Linked DNA regions of Gossypium hirsutum: region 2 is linked to region 1. A link is a contact called in public Hi-C data. All regions are on one chromosome and are shown on one strand. Each heading gives the region's core, a stretch centred on a gene start, on an enhancer-like site or on the middle of the called end of the contact. The rest is flanking DNA. Distances are from core to core; before and after follow the strand shown. Region 1 holds the start of LOC107955337. Region 2 has its middle 13 kb from the start of LOC107941028.

Region 1 (5,739 bases), core at 1,400-3,899:
AAATACGAGCACCTCCTTCCCCTTGAAAGGCCTCCGGATTTCTCAGAAGAGGATAGGATTGCATTAAAATCCCCAATAGCAATCCAAGAGCGCTGGCCACGAGATATAAAATTCTTCAGCTCATTCTAAAGAAGTTGGCGCCTCTATCTATTAGGGCTACCATAGACAAAAGCGATAAAGATTGGATGCGATGCAGACAAGTACCAAAATCGAGACAAAATGAATTGCGGATGGCTACAAATTACTTCGAGACGAACAGAATCCCGCCATCTTAACCAAATACCCCCTGAGAAACCAATTACCTCTACACGGTGGGAAAATTGAAATCCTAACTTAGATATAATGTTGTCAGCCCTGTAGCCACTAACTCTCGGTTCAAGCAAGCTAACAATATCTAGTTTATACTCTGTGTTATATTCCCGAAAAATTCTAGGGAATTTAACGTTTGCACAACCCTGATAATTCCACAAAAAGATAGTGATATTCATTAAAAAATTAATAGAAAATGTATCATACCTGGTTTTAGGATCAATGCTGCAATCTGATTTTGAGTTTGCACCATCAACCTCGACATTCGAATTCACGCCTAGAACTTGAGAAGATAAAAGTTCTGCCATTGCCACCATAGACTCAGCTAGAGGAACACACGTGTTTCCAGGAGATTTAAAACAATTCCCTCTACCTCGTAGGGCAAAATAAGTCTTTTTAGAATTTCGACTGTCATTTTCTCTGCCACCATTTCTTCTCTTTTTGGGACCATTAGACTTTGAATTTGGACCCAATTCCAGAAATTCCACAAACTTTGTTTTCGAATTATCCTGCTGCATAAAATTAATATTTTTATCAAAACTAACAGTAGAGTGCTTACCTGGATCGAGAGTGTTTTCTGATATAGGTACTATGAAACCCTCGGATTCATAAAAAACAAGGTTGTAATGTGATTTAATTGTTTCCAAAACTCTAGCTTCATTGTTCTCCTGCATTTTAGCGTCCAACTTGTTTTGGTTAATAGCGTCTCCCACAGAAACATTTTTAAATAAATGCATCTGTTTTGAACCTGCCAGGAGTGTATAAGTTAGGATTAGAGAAATTATCAAAAGTTTCCCTATTTTTACCTACGTCATCCTCTAACCCCATAAGCCTTTTTTCTAATTTTTTTGTCTAAAGAAACTTTGGATTTTTGGCCCATAAAGTTATTCACATTATTTCCCAATAATTCCTTCAAATCGGGTTCGTTAGAAAGGCCCAAATTCTTGATTTTCCTTTAGCCTGTAACCATAAAAGAATTGTTGACTCCTTTAATGTCCTTAGAATCTAATCTCTTTAACTTTGCGGCCGAAACACCATTTAAAGAAACCCCTAAAAATCCTTCAGCCGATTGTCCAGCTTTAATGTTTGAATTCTGTCCCGATTCCATGAACAAATCCTGCCCAAATTTCGTGATTGAATCTTTTCCCTCTGATAGCACTGCGAATCTGGATCCAGATGGATGTTTAGATTGCCTTGCCAAAATCCCCGCCGTGGAATCTTTCTTTCCTCACTGTGAAGCCTTCTTCTCTACGAACATCCATGGCCCAAATTCTGGGCCCTTCTCTCTGTTATCAGAATTTTATTTTTCCCTACCTGTGCTGTCCACCGGAGTAGAGACCGCCACGGTCATTAGTTCGGCTTGAGGTTTGTCTGTCTTATTCGCTAGTCTCGTGAGGTTTTGGCTTGACACAACCGAATTACACATCTCTTTTACGTGACCATACTTGCCACAAGTAAAGCACACAGTCGGGAGGGCTTCATATTCAACATGTTGAGCAATTTCGTCAACAAGGACCTACGAAATCAACGGTCTATCAAGACTAAGGTACACGGCTAACCTAGCAAATCAACCCCTGGTTTGGTTGTCAGTCTGCACATCCAATTTTACCACCTTTCCAATGAGGCCCCCGATGGCTTCGATGATCTTCCATTTATAAAGATATCCCGGGAGATTAGGCAATCGTATCCACGCTAGCACAACACTCGGGTAAGGTTGCAAGAGGCTGAAATGTTTAGTCCATGGTTGTACGGTCAGATACTGGCCATAAACTGTTCATGGACCCTGAGATAAAACTCTATTATAATCGTTAGGATCCTGAAATTTCACCAAAAAATATCCATTAGCAATATCCACAATCTTAATAGAATTTACAAGATTCCAAAGGAAAAGGATGTGATTATGAAGTGCGTTGTAACCGATATTTCGTCCTAGAAGTTTAACAATGATAGTCAATTCCATTTCTTTGAATAGGATTTCCTTTACACGATCTGAAAAATTGATAGCAGGAATCCCGTCAATGATGGACATATTGACGTCCCCTTCAAATAGTTCAAATTCATTCTCATTATCTGCGGAAGACCCATCACGAATAGATTTGGAAGCAACATCGTAGCCCCCCAGCAATTTTTCTTTCCATGTCATACTTGTTTGTGATTCGTGATCCACAGCCATAGAAGTGTCTTCATCACCACCGTTCCCTTTAAACCTTACTTTTTTGGTATTTCGATCATCGTCGGGGTGAGCGACTCCCTCCTCACCGTTATCGAAATTTTGCAAAGTTGAGAGCATATCAAGTGTATTTAGAGTTGCATGAAGTATTTTATTTTTAATTGGAATGTCATGAGGTATCTTTATTTGACACTTGTCCAATACATTTTTTTATTTTTTAAATATATAACAATGGATTAAAATTTTGATCCTTATATTATACTTAAATTTGAGATTTAATCTCTATGAATTTAATTTTTTACATAATTTGATAACTCAAGTTTTATAATATCGTTAGTTAGTCTAAATATTTTATTTTTATTAAAATGAAACTTTTTTTTCTTAAGAATAACACCCTAAATTCAGCCTAGATGTAATGGCCGAGTTTGACAAGATTACATTAGCTTGATAAAGAACTTTTGATAAAGTCAAACTTAAAGTGCGTTTTGAAAGGGTAAAATTTTGACAAAAACTTTCACATACATCTAGGAAAAGAAACATTAGTACAAAAACACCTATCAAACCCAGATTTCGAATTCAAAATTGGGTATTTTGAAAATATTAATTTTTGGCAAATCCTCTAGCTTAAAGTCAGACATTCGTTAAAAACTATTTACTTATTTATTTACAAAAAGACCGCAGTAGAAAATTTTTTAGAATTTTAATTTTGGAAACCAGAATCCAATTTGTTAATTTGCGTGATTTAGTTTACATTCAAAAATATCAAAAATTGATGATCAAAATAAAAACCAAAACACAGCCCAAAAACATATTATAGTCCCAAAAGTCCAGAAAAATTACTAGTGTGAATTACCATATTCAATTAGTGGAGAAAACAATTCGAACTCCTGCATGCCATACGATCCTAAATCGGAAGTTCACCTAAAATTTATTAAATAAACAAATGAGTTGGAAGCCCAATGTGTGGCCCAGCCCACAACAAAATTTCCTTATGTGTTTTGCAAAAACATTAATCAAATCGAATCGAAGCTTATCATATCGCAAAATTTCATAAAACGTATCAAAGCTTATCATATTGCAAAATTTCAAAAACATATATCAGAACGAAATTTTTATTATGTCATATTTCAAAAACACATATATCATATCAGAATGTCATGTCAGACTAGAACAAATGCAAATACAGATCTTACCCCATCCATTACACACCAACACCGACCAACCAAACACACCATATAGGACTACAAGAGTTTTTACATCCAATCACATCAATATGTGGTGGTGTGTCACTCATATAATTGCAATTGAGCTGCTATACACAAATTTGCGGTCTAGCAACCATAATTGCAGTATAAACTGCCATAGAACACTTCCTCCATCATATCATATCCCACCCTCCAGAACACATAGATATCATAGTCATATATCATACATGCATATATCACATAACATATGGCATGCATACACATACACATGCTTTCATATAGATAATAACTTAGCATATGATTTAATGATAACATATCTTATTTAACAAACCTCCTATGATTATCCATAAATTATTACATACTAAAACTTATGCTTTTTTGGCCCCATGCAATGCCTACAGACCCAAATTTTGAGTCCTTCAAATGGTCCTAAATAGGGCCCAAAAATTTGTCAAAAAGACCCACACTGCCTACTCACACAGCCTACCCACATGGTCTATAAAGTTTCACATGAGCTCCACTCGGTCAAGCCAGACGGGCTGAAAAACACACATGATTGTGTGCTTCACACCACCTACCACACGACCATGTGGCATACATAGTCCACCACACGGCTTGACACACGACTGTGTAGCACTAGGTAGATTCAAAAAATATCCCCTGTTTTGTATTTTCTTAAGTTTTAGTTGGTAAATCGGGTTAGTTTCACACACCTGATGTTATATCTGATAACCCACATGAATATTACACTTTGAATCCTACATACAACATTTGAATGGCTCAATTACAACATAAGTTTAACTGCAAAATATTACTCAAATGCACCCTTTTCTTTAAAGAAACAACCCCTAAACAACATTCGAAAACTCACCCCACAGAAACAGTGACCAAAACGACAATTATTCCACTAGAGGATTTAAACTCACACCCCTTTCGCCTAATAAGAAAACCATGAAAGCACTTAACATGGTGTGGGATGAAAACTAATACAAAACTCAATCTTGCACAACAAATGAATTAAAGCTATTCATAACAAAAAAAAAATCGATGTAACTTACAATTTTTAGTGAATTATGATCGAAAACAGAGAGTCAAACGTACCCCCACGAAGAACTAACGAGAGCAAACAAAAATCAAACCAAAAAGGAATGAAAGAAAACCCAAAAGTAAAGAAGAAAACAAGAACAAAGGAAAAACAAAAGGGAAGAAAAAGAAATCGTGGAAGGGGTGAGAGAATAGTGGACAGTTATTGTGTGAGGGAAAATTGAAATTTGATAATTTACAAAATAAAATCACTTTTTTTAATCCCAATTCTAACCATTAGTTTTTTTTATAGAATTTGAAACAAAAATAATTTTCATTTTCAACACATATGTTTGCATCTAAAAAAATTCATTTGAATAAATAAAATTTCAAAAAAGATAGGTTACGAACAAACATTTTTTTTTTTTGAAAATTGTAATGTTATGAAAAAATATAACTTGTTCTGTAAGTAATGTGTTAATTGTGACAGTTTGTTTAGTGAAAAACACACTTAGCCTTAAGTAATATTTAATTTCGCTATTCTGTTTTTGTTATTTTATAACTTATTGGATGTTAGAGACAAAATTAAGCCTCAAGGATAAAGAATCATGCATAAATTTTTTTTCTTGCACCATAATTTTCTAAGAACAGATGTCATCATTATTGTAATATCAATTTTAAATTTTAAATTAAGTCAGTAGATGAGAAAACATTATGTGCTGTGTTAACTAGTTGGGAGTCACCCAAGATGGTCCAACGTAAACCATTCAACTATCATAATGAAAATGTTGTTTGAATCGGGTTAGATTAACTAGGGTATCAATTTAGAGAGTGATTTTAAACCGATACAAATTGTTTAAAAATTAATTTTTAATTGAATCGATTGAACTAATCAAACTGATCAAATTAACAAATTGATGATCTAATAAGTTCCATCATCAATCTAAATTAAAATAGAGTGATAAATTATCGAAATTTTTTAAGACTCCACTATTATTGGCTAATTATTAAATTACATGATAATATAACATC
Region 2 (5,945 bases), core at 3,105-5,604, 100 kb after region 1:
TTATCTCCATGCCGAGAATCTTCTTGGCCTCACCTAGATCTTTCATCTCGAACTCTTGATTCAACTGAGCCTTCAGCTTATCTATCTCATTTTGGCTCTTCGAAGCGATTAACATATCATCAACATAAAAGAGTAGATAAATGAAAGATCCGTCATGCAGCTTCTGCAAATATACACAATTGTCATATTTGCTTCTTGTGTACTTCTGCCTTCTCATAAAGCTATCAAATCGCTTGTACCACTGCCTCGGGGATTGCTTCAATCCATATAGCGATTTGTTCAGCTTACAAACCCAATTTCTACCACCAGCATCTATGTATCCTTCGGGCTGAGTCATATAGATCTCCTCTTCTAACTCACCATGCTAGAAAGCCGTCTTAACATCAAGTTGAGCTAGCTCCAAATTCAACTGTGCAACCAAGGCCAACAAAATTCTAATGGAGTAATGCTTCACAACAGGGGAAAATACATCATTGTAGTCAATTCCCTCCTTCTGAGCGTAGCCTTTAGCTACCAATCTTGCCTTGTAGCGAATATCCTTCTTGCTAGGAGATCCATCTTTCTTTGCGAATACCCACTTGCATCCGATTGCCCTTTTACCTTTCGGTAATTGCACCAACTCCCAAGTATTGTTCTTCCGGAGAGACTGCATTTCTTCATCCATGGCGCTTTTCCATTTATCACTTTCTAAGCTTTGCATTGCTTCTTGATAAGTGATAGGAATATCATCAACAACGGGAAGGGTGTAGGCCACCATATCAGTAAATCGAGCAGGTTTACGAATTTCTCTCCGTGGCCTTGCAACTGCAACTGGTTCTGATGTACTTAGTGGTTCTTGGGTCAGAACCTCTTTAACCTCTAATTCCTCCATTGTGGCTGGAGAATTAGACTTATTAACTGGGCAAATCCCCATCTGCTCAAACTCCACCTGTTTTGGAGTACACTCCACCTGCTGTGGAGTATTGCTCGTTTGAATATCTTTATCTGCTACATTTTTCAATGTGGCAGATTCATCAAAGGTAACATCTCTGCTACAGATCATTTTCTTTGTGCTTAAGCACCAAAGACGAAATCCCTTCACTCCAGAAGTGATTCCCATAAAGAGAGCTTTCTTTGCCCTCGGATCTAACTTTGACTCCTTCACATGGTAATATGCAGTGGTTCCAAACACATGTAAGGAATCATAATCTGTAGCCGGTTTTCTAGACCATACCTCCATAGGAGTTTTTCTTTCTAATGCAGATGATGGCAAACGATTAACAAGATGGCCAGCGTATGTCACAGCCTCAGCCCAAAATTGCTTGCCCAACCCAGCATTGGACAACATACATCGAATTTTCTCCAGCAATGTTCGATTCATACGCTCTGCCAATCCATTCTGCTGTGGTGTATCCCTAACTGTGAAGTGTCGAACAATACCATACTCTTGGCACACATCGAAGAACGGATCACTTTTATATTCCCCTCCATTGTCCGTCCTAAGCCGCTTGATTTTCTTGCCAGTCTGGTTTTCGATCATAGTTTTCCATTTAAGAAAAACTCTAAGCACTTCATCCTTAGTTCTCATGGTATACACCCAAACTCTTCTGGAAAAGTCATCAACAAAAGTAACAAAGTAGTGTTTTCCTCCCAATGAAGGTGTCTTGGAAGGCCCCCACACATCTGAGTGAACATATTCTAAAATACCTTTTGTATTATGGATAGCAGTGCCGAATTTCACTCTCTTTTGCTTTCCCAGAACACAATGCTCGCAAAATTTTAATTTGCAAGCCTTTGCACCTTTCAACAATCCTTGCTTTGCCAGAATTTGCAAGGATTTTTCGCTGGCATGTCCCAACTTCATATGCCACAACTGTATTGAGTCCAATTCTTTGTTGCCGGAAGTTACAGCGACTGCTCCAATAACTGTACTACCTTGGTAGTAATGCAAGTTATTTTTCCTGATGCCCTTCAATATCACAAGTGCGCCAGATGTCACTTTCAAAATCCCATCTCTCATAGTAACAACTGAACCATTGGATTCCAAGGCTCCCAATGAGATGAGATTTTTCTTCAAACTGGGCACGTACTGAACATCAGTCAGAACTCTGGTTGATCCATCTTGATTCTTTAATTGGATTGAACCTATCCCAACAGTTTTACAGGCATTGTCATTGCCCATATAAACAACTCCTCCATTTAGTTCTACTAAATCAGAGAACCACTCCCGGTTAGGGGATATATGATAGGTACAACCCGAATCCAATATCCACTCATCTGAATGGAACGACGATGATGATGCAACCAGTGATAGTTCAGAGTCACTAGTATCATGCTTAGCAACACAAGCATCTATAGCAGCTTTTCCCTTATTCTTCAGCTTTGGACAATTTTTCTTCCAGTGGCCTTTCTCATGACAAAAAGCACATTCATCTTTCCCGAGTCTGGACTTTGACTTTGATCTCCCCTTTTGAGTTTTCTTCCGAGTGTATGAACGACCTCGGACTACTAAAGCTTCTGTATCTCTGATTGAGTTTTTCTGTTTGTCCTTCTTTCTCTGTTCATAACTGTATAAGGCCGCACAGACTTCGCTCAGAGATATATCACTCCTGCCATGAAGTAGAGTAGTTTCGAGGAACTCAAACTCCTCAGAAAGTGACCCCAACAGCATCAAAGCCAAATCTTCATCTTTGAATGTCTCATCCATATTCTGCAAATCAGTGACTAACTGATTAAATTTGGTGATGTGATCATTCATTGTGGTACTTGGGACGTATGTGAAGCGAAACAGTCTTTTCTTCAAGTGGAGCTTATTTTGACTGTTTTTCTTCAAAAAATTTTCTTCAAGTGCCACCCACAACTTATTTGCAAAAGTCTCCTTTGAAAAAGCATACCTCTGCTCTCGAGAAAAGCATGATCGAATTGTGCCACATGCCAACCGATTGATCGTCTTCCAATCTTTCTCCTGTACATCATCTGGTTTCTCTTCATCAATGGCAATGTCTAGACCCTGCTGAAAAAGGGCATCTAGAACCTCACTTTGCCACATACCAAAATGGCCCGTGCCATCAAAGATCTCCACGACCAATCTTGCATTTGCAATTGTCGGTCTTGTCCACATGGACGATGTTGAAGCTCCTACACCGACCGTTTTCTCCATAATCTTTCAATATACCTAAGGAAATCTTTTCTGATGTGGAAGATCAGTTTAAACTGCAACCACAGAGCATACTACGATTAACCTTCGGCTCTGATACCACTTGTTGTTCCAATAGGGTCGGAAGCGTGTAAATTATTGTACTAAAAAATCACACAAAGTTCAATTCCCAGGGAAGAGAGGTGGATCACATGGATCTCTTAAATACCAAGTCTTTCCTTAGACAGAATATCCCTTCTATAGTAATTTAATAGCACAATTAAATACTACTATTATACCCTCAAATATTGAAAGAAAAATAGGACAAGAAAGAACACAAGAGTTTTAACGAGGTTCGGTAAATTATACCTACGTCCTCGGGCACTAACACCAGATGATAACTTTACTATCTCCAAAGTATTACAAACAAATAGAATTCCTTAAGAATTTTCAAATGGGAGAAGAGAGAAAACTAAGAGAGAAAGATTGGTTGGGATGAATTGAAATGAGAAATGAGAAGGCCTATTTATAGTTGAGGTTTAAGGACCAAACAATAAATAGCCCATTATCTCAAAGCCCAAAAAAAAATTATCCCTTGCCACTTTTCCAAAGTTGGTGGTTGTCATTATTGATTGTCTCCCATTAATGTTAATGGCAACCATTATTAATTGTCTTCCATTAATGTTAACACAGAGAAGTAAGTCTATATAAAATGTGCTGGCCAAAGCCCGATCACCACTGCTGAATTCCCGCTCCCAATAATTGCCACCGCTACTGGACCGATGATTGCAACTGTTAACAGAACCAAAAATATTTGCAAAAACTAAATAAAACACCCATTTTTGCACTAATCACTAATCTAACCATTCATTTTAGCGTTTAAATACGGGTCTTTTGTTGTTGTTGTTGTTTATAATTTACCTTTGAGATGGCCAAGGATAAAGAGTAAAGAAAAGAAGGGAATAAATGAAACGAAGCTCCAGAGTTTAGCCAACAACCCCGAGGGAACCTCCATTTGTTTGCTTGCAATAAGGCTTTAGAGATATTTGAAGGGCAATAATGGAAAGAAAAAAATGTTCTGCGTTTTCAAATGTGTGTAATAGACAATTAGACATAGTTCAAAGGTACAGGAGTTTGTTATATTAAAATTAGAACAGCTGAAAAGAAGGTACGTGGCAGGAGAAGGTGGTACGCGGGACACATGGCGGGCGAGGAGTGAGGAGGTGGGGGTGACATTGGCACCTCCCCGGGGTTCATGCTTTTGGCGGGAACCAACCGACTTTAAGGTTGTCCCATGTCTTGACGTTGCGAATTCAAGGGTGTTAATGTAATTTTACCCTAACCCGTTCTCCTCTTCATTTTACTATTATGTAAGTTCATATTATAATTTTATTTAATATTTTACAATAAATAAAACACCAATCACCATCCGTACAATTAATGGCTCCTGGGAGAAAAGGAAATGTTTGGAATCTAGTCCTTTAATAGAAAAAAGGAACTGATGAAGTGCATTCGGTTGAGTTTATGATCATCTTTAAAAGAATATATTAAAAAGATTATGCTTCTTTGATTCAAAGGTGCATACAAAAAGTAGCTTGAACAATACGAACCGCTCCACGTATGAGTGTATAAGATTACAAACTAGTGTCTGTCATTGTATGGCCAGTTATGTCATGGGTTGAAGGTAGATCAGCAGGAGGCCCAGCCCTTTGGTCTCTCCTCTTGTTTCTCCATGCATAAGTGAAAAGATGATAAAAAGGATAGACCTGCCTGAGTCCTCAGATGCCAACTAGGAAAGGGCCAACAACACAACACCGCTTATTTGACACCATTCATAGTTGGCATTCAGGGAGCCAGGCAGATCATTTCCATTGTTTCATCTCACACTTACAATACCATTCAATCATGACTCCATAATCAATGAGACTTGGCTATTCAAAGCAAAAAAGAAGAAGAAAAAAATCAGTACAAATGATCACTTACAGTTCAATCTTTGGCTCACAAACAACACACCATCTATTGCAGAGACTCGCTTCCAAGATATTTAGCTCATCACCCTGCCTCTGTTTTGATTGCTCTCTTTCAACCCAGATATATAAATGTATGTAATGAATGTCTGTGGGATTTAAATGCTAGGTGTGGCTAAGTAAAGAGACAATAAGAAGTACAGGGAGAGAATAAAGAGAGGATAAAAGACTAAAAAGTGGTCGGCAAACAGTTGGATTTTGGGTTTTAAATGCCAAAATTCAAACATGATTTGGAATTGCAACTTCCTAAATCTTGGCTTTTTAGTCTGTATTGACAGGAGTGTAGGTGCCAAGGTCATAGCATGAGACAATTTGACAGCCTTTGGTTTGACGGATTATTTAACTGTCCTTTTGTACCCTAATTTTCGGTAAATGGAACCAAGATGGGAGTGCAATATAAATATTTCAAGTTGAGGATGAACTCTCTATGGGGGTTATAAAGATAATCCGATGTTGTTTGTGTACTAAAATATTCCTGTCCAGTATATATATAAATTTCCACATTTGACTGAAACGGATGATTGCATGTGGGATGTGGGATCGCATGAATTGGGCCGTGATGAGCTCTAATTTTAGCTTTCTATTTCTACACAAATTATCTGATGAACCATCCTTGCTTGTTCTATCCAGTAGTCAAACTTGGTTTAACTATTTTTGTTTTCTTCATGAAATACTAGCTAATGCTTTCAAACTTGAAACTCTTTCAAAAAGAGGTAATAAAAAATTTCACACCGTCCATTCTTTTTTCGCATTAACCTGCGATGATTACTGCTATACCTAGGTTTATTTCAAGATAATAAAAA

What was found. Hi-C and Micro-C count contacts between places; a contact is called where the count stands out from the background.
Region 2: a contact with region 1 is called in a Hi-C map of leaf, with 3 times the contacts expected there. The contact joins the enhancer-like site here to the promoter of LOC107955337 in region 1.

Annotation. Positions count from the first base shown.
Region 1 is chrA07:92,086,238-92,091,976 of Gossypium_hirsutum_v2.1, forward strand. It overlaps LOC107955337, which reads right to left and starts at 2,650. Exons shown (of 2, transcript XM_041116614.1): 1 at 1-2,650. The coding sequence starts at 1,046. The coding sequence ends at 144.
Region 2 is chrA07:92,185,412-92,191,356 of Gossypium_hirsutum_v2.1, forward strand. It overlaps the pseudogene LOC107941027. Among protein-coding and RNA genes, the nearest start is that of LOC107941028, 13 kb to the left of the region's middle. Within about 2 kb of position 4,355, at least 3 of the 9 cell types and tissues checked have an H3K27ac peak or open chromatin away from gene starts, as enhancers often do. A contact at or near this core is called in leaf, where this site is marked.